Linked DNA regions of Mus musculus: all the other regions are linked to region 2. The links are chromatin contacts, called in public Micro-C and promoter capture Hi-C maps. All regions are on one chromosome and are shown on one strand. Each heading gives the region's core, a stretch centred on a gene start, on an enhancer-like site or on the middle of the called end of the contact. The rest is flanking DNA. Distances are from core to core; before and after follow the strand shown.

The links. Hi-C and Micro-C count contacts between places; a contact is called where the count stands out from the background. Capture Hi-C pulls out chosen DNA fragments and counts their contacts.
Region 1: a contact with region 2 is called in a Micro-C map of embryonic stem cells, with 2.6 times the contacts expected there. The contact joins the promoter of Tulp3 here to the promoter of Tspan9 in region 2. A contact is called at or near these places in 1 of 39 promoter capture datasets (cranial neural crest), 4 of 484 Hi-C or Micro-C datasets (embryonic stem cells, palatal mesenchyme and uterus), 3 of 115 datasets of contacts at active chromatin or transcription factors (embryonic stem cells, extraembryonic endoderm stem cells and pancreatic cancer cells) and 1 of 9 other capture datasets (liver).
Region 3: a contact with region 2 is called in a Micro-C map of palatal mesenchyme, with 1.9 times the contacts expected there. The contact joins the promoter of Itfg2 here to the promoter of Tspan9 in region 2. A contact is called at or near these places in 1 of 39 promoter capture datasets (cranial neural crest), 1 of 15 datasets of contacts at CTCF or cohesin (the NIH/3T3 cell line), 2 of 484 Hi-C or Micro-C datasets (cerebellum and palatal mesenchyme), 3 of 115 datasets of contacts at active chromatin or transcription factors (bone marrow-derived dendritic cells, memory CD8 T cells and pancreatic cancer cells) and 1 of 9 other capture datasets (embryonic stem cells).
Region 4: a contact with region 2 is called in a promoter capture Hi-C map of pancreatic islet. The contact joins the promoter of Tex52 here to the promoter of Tspan9 in region 2. A contact is called at or near these places in 3 of 484 Hi-C or Micro-C datasets (embryonic stem cells and palatal mesenchyme), 3 of 115 datasets of contacts at active chromatin or transcription factors (embryonic stem cells, extraembryonic endoderm stem cells and pancreatic cancer cells) and 1 of 9 other capture datasets (pancreatic islet).

Annotation. Positions count from the first base shown.
Region 1 is chr6:128,354,150-128,357,216 of GRCm38.p6, reverse strand. Tulp3 (tubby-like protein 3) reads left to right here and starts at 1,366. Exons shown (of 11, transcript NM_011657.2): 1 at 1,366-1,479. The coding sequence starts at 1,439. Rhno1 (RAD9-HUS1-RAD1 interacting nuclear orphan 1) reads left to right here. Exons shown (of 3, transcript NM_001326585.1): 3 at 1-217.
Region 2 is chr6:128,033,428-128,036,406 of GRCm38.p6, reverse strand. It overlaps Tspan9 (tetraspanin 9), which reads left to right and starts at 1,345. Exons shown (of 7, transcript NM_001379136.1): 1 at 1,345-2,241. The coding sequence starts at 1,906.
Region 3 is chr6:128,423,542-128,426,625 of GRCm38.p6, reverse strand. Itfg2 (integrin alpha FG-GAP repeat containing 2) reads left to right here and starts at 1,716. Exons shown (of 12, transcript NM_133927.1): 1 at 1,716-1,908. The coding sequence starts at 1,813.
Region 4 is chr6:128,373,814-128,376,823 of GRCm38.p6, reverse strand. Tex52 (testis expressed 52) reads right to left here and starts at 1,314. Exons shown (of 3, transcript NM_027697.1): 1 at 1,225-1,314. The coding sequence starts at 1,305. Foxm1 (forkhead box M1) reads right to left here. Exons shown (of 8, transcript NM_008021.4): 8 at 938-3,010. The coding sequence ends at 2,858.

The DNA.
Region 1 (3,067 bases), core at 117-2,616, 320 kb before region 2:
CCTTGGCTCAAAGGGTCCCAAGCCAGGCCTGTGTTGGTGAATACGATGGGGTCAGAGAGCTAGGGGACGGATGAGTACTTTAGGTTTGTGTTTTGAGATGTGTTTACAGTGGAAGAAATATGACGCTATCACATGTGGTGGAGAAATGGATTCCTATCAGTAACTTATCCTATGTGTACATAAAGTGGAAGCTCACACTCTAGTGTGGGTAGTGTGGATGTGCCTGTCTCAGTGGTCCTCTTACTCATTCAAATAGCATCTCTTTCAACCCTACTCATTTAGCACTAGCCCTTTCTAGACCAAGCAGAGCTTATGAGTGAAGATTTGTAGCACACACACACACACACACACAAAGGAGCAATCCAGAGTCCCACAGGGAGAGGGGCTAAGTGAGTGCAATGCTTTCCTAGCCTATGTGTGCAGGTATCATATTCCCTAGTTTTCAAAAATTAATTTCTGGGACCTGGAGAGGTGGCTCAGCAGTTATGAGCCCTGGATGCCCGGAGGCGCGAGTTCTATTCCCAGCACCCACATGGTGACTCACAACCATCTGTAACTCCAGTTCCGGGGTATCTGACAGCCTTGGGCACCAGGGATGCATATGATATGCAGACATACACATAGGTGAAACATACACATAATAGCCTAGGGCACGATGGCACATGCCTTTAATTCTAGCACTAGGGTGACAGAGGCAGTAGGATCTCAGAGTTCCAGACCAACCGAGGATAGTATAGTGAAATCCTGTCTCAAAATAAATACATTATTTTTTAAGTGAATTTTTGGATTCAACATCAGTGTGACTTTGGCCTTACTAATTAAGTTTATATGCTATAGTTCTGGTCATAAAGTCCTATAGGGACCAAAGCCACAAAGGCATTGATGGCTGGAGGCATGATTTACTGCAGAGAGGACAGCTTAGCTGCTACCCTCACTAAATAAGGACATTTGCTGAAGGTCCCCAGGTAGGGATCCCTCAGTCGGGCTTTGGGCAAAGGCTGGTTTGGGAGGCTGAAGGCCTCGGCTATCCCAGAGTCGGTGGTCAGATGCTGAGGCTTCAGGTGATAAAGAGTAGAAAACCCAAGGCAGCAGCCTGGATGTTCTCGGTGCCACAGAGGGGTGCTGGGGATCGCTCTGTGGGGGCCAGTCCCGGAGCGGTGGAATGGAGCAGCAGACTCTTCCGACCCAACCCCGGGGGGCTGCTCCCGGATCTAGCGCACGCGCCTTCGCCTCCCGGTGCCTCCCGCCCCCTGGAAACCCTCCAGCATCATGGCTAACGCCATTTGCCAGTGAGAGGGGAGCGTAGGGCACTGGACCAATGGGCGTCGGCGACAGTGCGGGGTGTGGTTGTCAGGGGCGGGGCCCGATCTCCTCCATCCTCTCCAGCCGGGCGGCGGCGTCTCGGGGTCTGGACGCTGATGCCACCGGTCGGGCGGGTATGGAGGCGGCGCGCTGCGCACCCGGACCCCGCGGGGACAGGTCAGGCGGCGGTGGGGCGGGCTGGGGTCTCCAGGGTGGGCGGGCAAGAGCGGAGGCCAAGATCGGGTCCCCAGCTGAGCAGGCGCTTTGCACACCCCGCGTCGCCAGAGCGCTCTCGCGTCTCTTTCCTGGAATTTACCCCGAACCTGCTCACCCTACTCCCCAAGGGCCTCCGATTCCCTCATTTGCAATGCGCTGTGCATCCCGTGCCGCCAGCACTCTTGAGCCGCTCCCCTGGAGTTTACCCTGGACCAGCTCGCCCTGCTCCCCTGGGGTCTCGATTCCCTTACTTGCAATGCGTTCGCCCTCCCCCATGTCTTTCACGAGTAGGATCAGAACTGAGCTGGAAGGAGGGCACTCTTGGGAGTCGACGCGGAAGGTCGCGAGTGATGGTTAATTGGTTCCAAGGCCGTTGCATTTGGCAGTCATTGCGGAATTCTGGAACGAGTCCGAGAGCTGAAAATGCAAAACTGTTCTTTTCTTCTTTCTTCCTTCCCCTGAGTTCTAGCAGTTCTTTCAATCAGGACTTAGTTTAGACTGATCCGTACTCTTGCTCGTGCCCCTGGCTTTTCTACCAATACCCCTCTTTTTGCCTGGTTCACATGGTGAGCTTGGAAAGACAAACGGGCTGCAATCTCAGCCTGTTCATTTCTTGTCAGCTAGGCTAACGAAAAGTTAATGGGGGGCCGTGTGAAATCACTGGCTCAAAACTTTGGCATGGTGTGAGGATTAAAATCAAACACGCCAACTACATTCTTCCTTTACCATTCCATTACCACAGCGATAAAGGCTTGGCGTGTTAGGATTTGGTCTGACGTTTAAACTGGTTTTTAACTGATCCGAAACCATATTTTACAAAGTTATAAAGACGGAATAGCGACCCCCCCACCCCCCGTGGGTCCCATCCAGACTAGGCTTCCCTGAAACTTAATAATAAGTTAATAAGGAGGACTTTGAACATTTGCCCCCTACCTCTGCCTCCCAAGGCGTCACCTGTTTTAATCTTTCATCAACTAAATTCTATAAACATGATAGCTGCTCTCTGAAATTTGTTTACAACTTCTCCATTTTGGGAACCGAAGATCCATTTACAAGGGTAAGGTCGGGGTAGGAAAGTTAGAATTCAGCGTGTATCCGGTTGAAATCAAATGATATCGCGTTCAGTTGAGGGATTTAGTTGTTAACGAAATGATTTTTAGAGAAGTAAATTTCTTAGGGATGTGATTTTATTTTTATTTTATTTTTTGAGATAGGTCTTATGAAGCAAGACTGAAACTCGATATTCAAACCAGGTTAGCCTCAAACTCATACAGACCCATCTGACTCTGCCTTCCATGACTCATGATTTTAGGGAACAAGGACTTGACTTTGAAACTGGGACCAGCTGGCAGGTTTTTGTTTTGTTTTGTTTTCATCTCCTGGACTTGAAGCTTTAAGCTTTAATGCCTCCTCCCCCACCTTTTCTTCCAAAGAAAGAAATCGACTCTTTAATTTCCAGTTGATTGACAGGAAAGGAGCCCGTGGGAGCCCCTAGTTTCTCCTGCCCTAGGAAGAGCATGCAGGTTTGTTGCTAAAAGCCAGTGACTGC
Region 2 (2,979 bases), core at 96-2,595:
CAAAGTGAAGGTGAATTCCCCCTAGTTGGAATCACTGCCCCCACCCCCCACCCCTCGGGGCATAGCCACAACCATCTGAGTCTATCTGTGCCTCCAGTAACTTCCTGTCCTAACTAGATTTTGTGCTGCCCAAAGGGCAGGCAGTAGTACTATGGTGTTTCCTCAAGGGCTCCCCCTTGGGGCTCAGGATAGAGGGTTGGGGGTTGCAGAGTAGACTCCATCTAGCCGTCCCTATGGAGTACCTTCCAGAGGCTGAGCTCCTTGTTAGCTGCTGGGAGCCTGGTAAAACTTAGCTCCCACACTGACTCACTGCACAAAGGAGAGACTCAGTGTCTAACCCCCGCACCCCCACCCCACTCAGTCTTCTAGTTTTTATCATTTGCAAACCGTGGTGGCCCCAGGTCAGCAATGCAGACTTCTGCATATAAGCCCAGAGGAGGCTGTCTTCATTGCAGCGCTTCACAAGAGGATGAAGGGCTGTTTTTGGATGTTCCTCTGGCAGGCACATACCTCCTGTCTTTTCTCTGACCTCGGCTCCGAGAGGACTCGGGTGTGACCAAAAAAGCATTGCTACCTTGCTCTTCTGCTGGCAAAAAGCAGTGCCCCACTTGAGCCGCCTGCCCCTTGCAGCCCGCCGTCCCACTCGGGAACGCGGAGGCGGGGGCTTGCGCAGCTGCAGGAGTCTCTCGGAGCCGCGCGTGCGTGTGCGCGTGGAGGGGGCAGGGAGGGCGGCGCGCCCCGCGGAGGCCTGAGGGCGCTTTCCTACACCTTGCGTCTCTGCTGCGGCCCCTCTACCAGTGCGCAGTAGCCATTCTCACGTGTGCAAAAGCGTGGTGTGTGTGTGTGTGTGTGTGTGTGTGTGTGTGTGTGTGTGTGTGTGTGTGTGTGTGTGTGTGTGTGTAAAGGTACTGCTTGGGACCATGTGCCCCAGGCTAGACAGGCCCGACGTTCCTAGGGGGCGGAGGCCAGCCTAGTAGTGGCCACCGTTTCTTTCCCTTCCAGCCTTTCCCCCCAGACCTATCCTCTGGCTTCCTAGGGTTCTTGGTGTCTCCAGTTCTCCCCCTCCTCTAGTCGCGGCCCTTGCTGGGGCAAGAAACCAGTGCTTTCCCATGGAGGTGTTAGTTCATTCCTAGCCACTGAGCGAGCCCTTGACATTTAGAAGGGTTCTGGGCACACTAGTTTAGGCACACAAGCAGACCGCTAATCCTATTAAAGATATTGTGTCATTGGGGAGGGGGGTAGCTCCCCTACCGGAGCCAGGCAGACCTTGAGCCCATTGGTCGGATGCAAAGCAGGGGGCGGGGCCCAGAGCCCGGGGAAGGGGCTCTAGGCGATTTCAGAGTCGAGAGTCAGGGCTGGAATTTCGCAGGGCAAGCCCAGCGGTTGCAGCTGCAGCGGATCCGAGGCTCTCTGCCCGCGGCGCACCCGGGCAGCCCAGGGCCGGCAGCGGCTCCGCAAAGTCGCGGAGCAAGGGAGGCCGAGCGCCCGCAAAGTGGTGGGGCTCCGGGTTGGAAGAGGCGTGCCTGCGGAGCTTGGATCCCAGCGCCCTTTCGCCTCGAGTGCTGCGTCCGGTCGGTGGTGCAGCCGCCCGGGAAAGAGCAGTCAAATTGCAGCCTCCCTAAAGAAGCCTAGTTACGCAGGCGAGCCGGCTCCCCAAGCGTGCTTATAACAGTGCCGCAGAGCCCTCCCGGGCCAGCGGGCTAAGGCTGGGAGCGGGGCGCCGTCCCAGAGGCAGTGAACCCCCGGCAGTTGGTTGCTCCGCTATTGCTCGCGGGTGCAGAGAGGGGGCGTGCGAAGCTCCAACAGCCAGCTTGCTCAGAACCCGTGCCCGACCGGGGTGCCCCCTCCGTCCCACTCTGGGAGCAATGCCCCCCGCCCCTCGTGCCCCCCGGGAACGAGGCGAGCATGGAGAAGTCGAGTAGCGAGGATTCTTCGATCCACCGGAGTCCATCTTTGGACAGCAAGGACTCGGACTTTGCCAAGCCGTCCACCTCTGGCCGCCCGTTCGGCCGCGGCTTCACGGCTGGCGCCTTCTACGGCACCGCGGGTTCGCGGGGTCAGAGCCGCACGGAGGCCGGCATTAAGACTGACAAGTACAATGCACCCAAAGGCAGCAAGTACGTGGTGTTTTACCTGGACCTGTCCTTTGTGTTCCTCCTAGAATTTAAGAAGTGCAACATGGCCAGGGGCTGTCTCTGCTGCTTGAAGTACACGATGTTCCTCTTCAATTTGATATTCTGGGTAAGTCCTTACTGTTGAGTCTTCCGTTGCTCCTTCTCCTTGCTTTCCACCCTAGGAATATCTTCTACTTCCTCCTCGCTCTACCTTATCTGCCCAAAGGTAAGTGCTTTTAAAAATTGAAGGCACCCTCCCACTCCCTGCATCTTTCTGTTCCCTTTTCCCTCTTCTCCATGGCTGAATGGAGGCTTCAACTTGTCAGTCTTCCAGGAGAGACACGTTCTGCTCCCAGGAAGCTGGAAAGTTTGCCACTGCTTCCTTCTCCCAAAAAAAAGGCACACTGAAGTACCTGCACCAGGGAACCTGCATCATGGGTGTGGGTCAGACGGCACAGCTGTGCCCCTGGGTTGGTGGGGGGCCGTGAGGATGGTTTCTGAGTTTCTTCTATTGCTCCTGGAGGCAGGAGGCCAGTCTGTAGCATTGTGGGGGTGGGGTGGGGGTGTGGAGGTCACAGTCCCCTGCTCATTTACATGGTTCCCAGGAAGAGGAGGAAGCAGCCATACACGATGAGGGACAGGCTGCTGCTTTTGAGGGATTGCTGTGGGCTGGGCAGCCAGCACTTGGCCAGGCCACTCTTTCCCAGGCTCCAGGAGCCTCCAGGATGAGCAAAAAGGACAAAGGGAGATGATTTTTCTAGAGAAAGTGTCAATGGATGGGCTGGCTTGGGAATATCGTCTGTCTCATGTGTGACGCTGGTGACTGTGTGCACAAGTACTTACGAGTTACACAAACTGGATGAAA
Region 3 (3,084 bases), core at 467-2,966, 390 kb before region 2:
GAAAGCAGCTAAGTACAACGAAACATAAATTGCTGGTTATATTCAAGCACAAACACTTTAAGTTTGGTTCTGTTTTCTCCCTAATAGAACGAGATGACAGCAGGTGAGTTTATAGCACCGGGTATACCCAGGTGACTTAGACCTTCTAAGGGTTGTAGCCATCCCCACAGCTCACTACCAGTAACAGGGACTGGTAACTGGGAATGGATCTGCAGTGCCTTTTTCCTTTCTACTTTGAGCTGTCAGAGCCACGAAAACCAAATCCATCCTTTCCTCTAGGGTAGAAAGGTCTCTCATCTCAGACTTCTTTCACCACCTTTGACATAGAACGTAGGACATCTCTGGTCCAGCACCCCCTAAGATGAGAAGCCAAATGTAGATTAGCTTGCACATGTAAAACTAAAGGGTTTTCCTCCTTAAGAGAGTCTCAGTGTGTTTCAGGCTGGCCTCAGACTGCATGTGATTGACAATAATCCTGAACTGCTGCCTCTGCGTCCCTAGCGCCAGGACTACAGGAATTTCTATCGAGTGTCTTTTGTTTTTATTGACTTTTTGTTGGAGATGGGGTCTCATGTAACCAAAGCTGACATAGAATTACACAGCCAAGGCTGATACTGATCTCTTGATCCTCCTGCCTCTGCCTCCCAGGTGCTAGAATTACAGGCGAGCACTACCACATGTAGTTTAACTAACACTCCTGTTGCCTTGATCACATCTCAGAAGAAAGGCAGAACCTGGTTTATCAGGGAAAGTATCCCAAGCAGCCCCAGTCATGAGAATAATGGCCCCACCTAAACTAGAGTAAGGCCACTAGAAACAGGTCTCTTTGTGCTGGGGTGGGGCTACATCATGCCTCGGGTCCAGAATCCCAGCAGCCTTCACTTCCATGGGAACTGCAATAGTGACAAAAGAGCTCTAACATTTTACATCAGACATCTTGGTTTGAATCTCACGTCTACCACTTTCTGCAAAGTTACTCAATCTTGATGAACATGGTTTCCTCACCTGAAGAAACAATAAAGCTTACATAATTTTGCTGATTAAATAATACATGTAAGGTGTGCTTTGCAATAGGTATTTTTCAAACTGCTGCCCATAAAGTACACAGCATAATTTTTTCATTATAATCCAGGGTATATATATATATATATATATATCCCCAAAACAAGGCTTTAACAAAATAACACGATTTACTACTTAGATCTTTTTCTCTTTGTCTGTTTTCATATTTTTAAAATCTTTGTGGTGGCTCTCCTGCTACATGTGTATGTGTGCATCACCTAGGTGCCTGGGAAGCCAGAAGAGGTTGTCTGGCGTCGGACTTCTTAGAACTGGAATTACAGATGGATGGGTGCGAGCACCATGTCGGGGCTAGGAATCTTCCCAGGGTCCTCTACAAGAGCAAGCAGCCAGTGCTCTTAATTGCTGAGCTCTATTTTTGGCCCCTTAAGTTTTGTTTTTGTTTTTTTTTTAACGTGGGTTGTAATCCACTACATTGCGTTGACAACTCCATTAGGGAATTTCATAAAAATTGTTGGAAAACAAAGCTGTTAATTATGACGGCTATTACTATGACCCGAGGGATGGTCTGAATCCCCCTCAGAGAAAAAGGTCAAGCCCCAGGTATCAAGTCAGCTCCTGGCACGGAAGGCCCGCCTCCTCCCCTAAGGTTAGGGGAAGAAAGCCGGAACTCAAGGCTTAAGCGGTGACGTAGACTTCCGGTTCGGTGGCCTGACACGCGTGCACGGCTGTCCTGAGGGCTCGGGGGTCGTTTTGGTGCAGTGGCCCGGCACCTCAGCCCTCCAGAGTGCCATGAGGTCGGTTAGTTATGTGCAGCGCGTGGCGCTGGATTTCAGCGGGAGTCTCTTCCCGCACGCCATCTGCCTCGGAGACGTGGATAACGACGCGGTGAGTGCATGCGCACTGCAAACCACTGCATTTGGGCGGAGCGAGATGGGGGTGGTGGGAACGACACGATGGCGTGTTGTGCGCTTGCGCACTGGAGTCAACATGGCGTGCGGAACAGAAAATTTTGATTGACAGTATCGCTCTGAGACCGTCACTGCAGGAGGCTTAGTTGGGCCAGAGCCTCTAGTAGTTATTTTTTGTTTTAGCTTTAAAATTTATGTGTAGAGTGTTTTGCTTGCATGTGTGTCTGTGTACCGTGTGTGAGCAGTGCCCGTAAAAGCCAGAAGAGGAACGCTGGGTCCCCTAGAACTGGCGTTAGAGACATTTGTGAGCTGCCACTGCTGGGGATTAAACCCCATTCCTCTGGAAGAGCTAATGTCCTATCGCTGAGTCATCACTCCAGCCATATTTTATTTTTTTATCATTAATTTTAAGAAGACAGGTTGTTGGTTCTCTTGCACAGTTCAGTGATTGTCAGGATAGGAGGTTGTAAAAGCCTGTTTCCCGCGTTATTTCCTTTCGTAGCCGCAATTCCCTTGCAAAACATCTTTACATTTCAAAGCCCATTTTTTAACCTGTAAATTGCATTTAATAATATCCCTCTACCTATAGCTTTCCCTCCCCCCCCCCCCATTCCCCATGCTACCATGCTTGCCCACACTCTTGGCTGCTATTGCCACACTGTTGTATTGCTCCTACACTGGAATTAACCGGTAGATATCTCTGCTGCCTCCAACCTACCGCAGATACCCCATAATCAGTGTGGACCATGCGAGGCTTCTACTGTGCCTACCCAGAATTGACTCAGGTGTCTGGCGACTTTGTAGTGTTACCTCTTCGTTGAAATACAAAAGCAATTTCTACCTACTTTTTTTCTTTCCTAGGCAGTTGATGCTTTTCTCGTCATTTAAATAAATAAATGCACATTAAGCAGGTAGAACGATGACAGGCACACAGTTAAGGCTCTGGAACTGTTAGTGTTAACAGTATTAGCAGCCCCACCCCACCCCCGCCGCCAGGCCTACCATAGGAAATATTAAAAAAAAAAAAAAATGGGACTGTACCTAGTATGTTCAGATTTCTTTCTTTCTTTCTTTCTTTCTTTTTTTTTTTTTTTTTTTTTTTGGTTTTTTCGAGACAGGGTTTCTCTGTATGGCCCTGGCTGTCCTGGAACTC
Region 4 (3,010 bases), core at 65-2,564, 340 kb before region 2:
TGTACTTAGCTATATGAAACACGGCGAAGAGCTTGTTCATAGTCAGCCCAGGACAGAAATGTCCCTCCCTCTCAGCCTCTCTAGGGCGTTCCTCACTCCAATACCCCCACCAGTTTCTTCGGTACCATCCCCAAGTCTTACTTCTTAAAATCAGAAACCCTAGTGCGTGTGTAAACACACACATGTCATAGCATGCATGTGGAGGCCCGAGGACAGCTTGTAGGAGCCTGTTCTTCCACCGTGTGCATTCTAGAGCTGGAACTCAGGCTGTCAGGTGCAGCAACTGATCTCAGCACCCGAGTCGGCTCAGTGGCCGCCTGCATGTTTGTTCTCTCTCTCCTTCCTCCCGGTTTTGTGAGGCGAGGTCTCACATGTACCCCTGTGGAGCAGGCTGGAGAATGCTAAAATGAAAGGCATGCCACGCTGGACCGAATTCCCTAAGTCTTCTACAAGAGGAGAGGTCTGTGAGCTAACACAAACATGCCTAGTCTATCCCAGGCATGACAGTAAGTGCTTGTAACTCCAGTTAGGAGGCAGCACTCCACAGGGTTGGCAATAACCTGGTCCAGCTGTGCATTTCAACCAGCGCTATATAGGGAGGCTCTGTCTCAAAATTAAACAAACAAAACCAAAACTGGTCATACTGGCACAGATTTATACTGCCAGCCCTTGAGAAGGTTGAGACAGAGATACTGCAGGCTGATAGTATCAAGCTAGCCCGAGCTACATAACAAGACTGCCTCAACAAAACGAAAAGCCCTAAAATCTGAAAATGTATCACAAATGCTAAAAAAATATCCACCCACCCACCCTGGGCAAAGGCATGGCGTCTCAAAGTGGAAAATTCCACATTTGACCTTTGTGATGAGCCTCAGTCAAATCATAGACATCCTAAAAATGCTGCATGCATTAAATCACCTCCAGGCTGTGTACGAGGTACATATGAAACAAAGGAATTTTATATTAAGTTTGGGGTCCTTGCCCAACATAGTTTGACATACATACACATACTCCAAAATCCAAAAGTAAATCCCAAAGCTAAGCACATTTCTGATCCCAAGTCCTTTAGATAAGGCCTCTTCAACCTGTTGCCCAGGCTTCTCCTTTCTGTTCTGAGCTCCAACTTAGGGTACCACAGGATGAAAGCAGAAACTGGCTTATGTACCAGAGACTACTGCTCAGGACAACCTGAAAGGCTGGCTGCGTTGTTGGGCCCCACTCTACCTTCAGGAAAGGCTCCCTGGTACGAGATACTTGGCTCAGGCTTGACTTTTGGAGGGATGTTTTCTTCGGGATGTTGGCCATTCTTCCTCTGAGCCACAGAGCCAGGAGAGGCGGCTTTGGAGGAAAGCCCTTTCTGGTACCATTGTTTGCTGCTAGGGTTGCTATGGTGATGCTTCCTGACTGGTGCTGCTGGGAGGAGGCCCTTGCCTGTCCTGGGAGGCTCCTCAGTCCCTGATGCTTTTCGCTGTCAGTTCTGGTTACAAACTTGGTAACAGGAGCTGCTGAGCGAGAGCCTTGCCTGGGAAGGCTCAGGAGCAGGAAGGGGGCTGGCTCCTGGGCTTGGAGCTGGGATAGAGGTGGTAATGAGACACCTACAACAGTTTCGGCTTTCAGGCCTGAATACTGAATGGAATGGGAGGGAATTGGAGGACTATAACTGCTGTTGTTACCAAGGGATCAACAAGGACCTAAGTCAGAGTCTGGTCCCATGGAACAAGGTCTGGGGTGGCAAGGAAGAGGTGGGCAGGGCAGGGAACAGTGGGAACTGGACTCTGTTGGCAGGATCTCATGTAGCATAGAGGGCTGATCCTCCAGCCTCTACCTCTCAAAGGCTGAGATTATAGATATGAATCATCGCAACAGACAAAGCTGGCAACCTCAGAGTCCAAGAAGGGTGCGGGAGAGAGCATCTGTGGAAGGCCCATGCAGCAGGGGCAGGCCTTGCCCATCACCCCCAGGCTCCACCTCTCGCTCAATTCCAAGACCAGTGCCACGGGCTTTATTTAGTAGGTAGTTACAGTAGTGTTGTTCTGTAGCTTGTAGAGTGGGGTCTAGGGTGGTTTTTTGCAAAGCTCAGGAGCAAGCTAAGGAAGCCAGGCAAGTGAGGGGTCACTTTCTCCTTCTCAGGCCTCAGCCTGAGATCTCAGTGGTAGACTCCCTGGCATGATTGGGAACACTATCAGAGAAACACCTAATAGGACTCCTGTGAGTACCCATGCTTTTGCTTCAGGCACACCCATCTCCCTACACCCGAATCCAATAGGCTTTCACAGCAGGATTTCTTCATGCAGTACCACTGACTTGGAGACTTGGGGAGCTGCGAGGAAAGGGCAGTAAGCAGGATCCTGGCACGGCAACCTGTATCTCTAGAAGCCTATAGCAGAACCCACAGTGTGGAGAGACTGCACTGCAGGTCCTTCCCCCAGAGGCCACAAGCAGAAGCAAAGTGCAACCCCGTCCCTCTCCCCATCCTGGCCATCTCTGGATAATGAGCTAAGGAAATACGCTTACATTTATAGTTACAGGACAACTTGGGGAGCTGACACCATTTATAAGGGTTACCCTGCCAGGAGCACCGAGTGACTAATGGGCACTTCCTGGTCCTCATGGCTCGTCACACCCACTTCACTTGCCAGCAGGGAGTGGAGGACTCGGACTCTGGGGGATCCTACTGCTTGCATAGGTCCTGGTGTGGCTTAGATGCGGCTATCATCTTGACATAATTAGGTCAAAGGGCACAGCTCAGCCCTTGCCTGCTAGCTTCCCTCAGACGGCTTGGGGTACCCTGAGCCACACAAGTGCCAGGATAGCAGGCGGCTTGAGTGGCAGGGGCAAGGCCTTGCCTCTATCGCAGCTAAGGGATGAACTGAGACCAGTTGATGTTGTCAGGGCCCAGAGGGTCCTCCTCCAGGCCAGGGAAACTGATGTCTAGAAGGATCTTGCTGAGGCTATCATTCATTGTGTCCAGGACAAGGCCTTCTGTGAGAGAACGGTTGGCTGAAAGGCT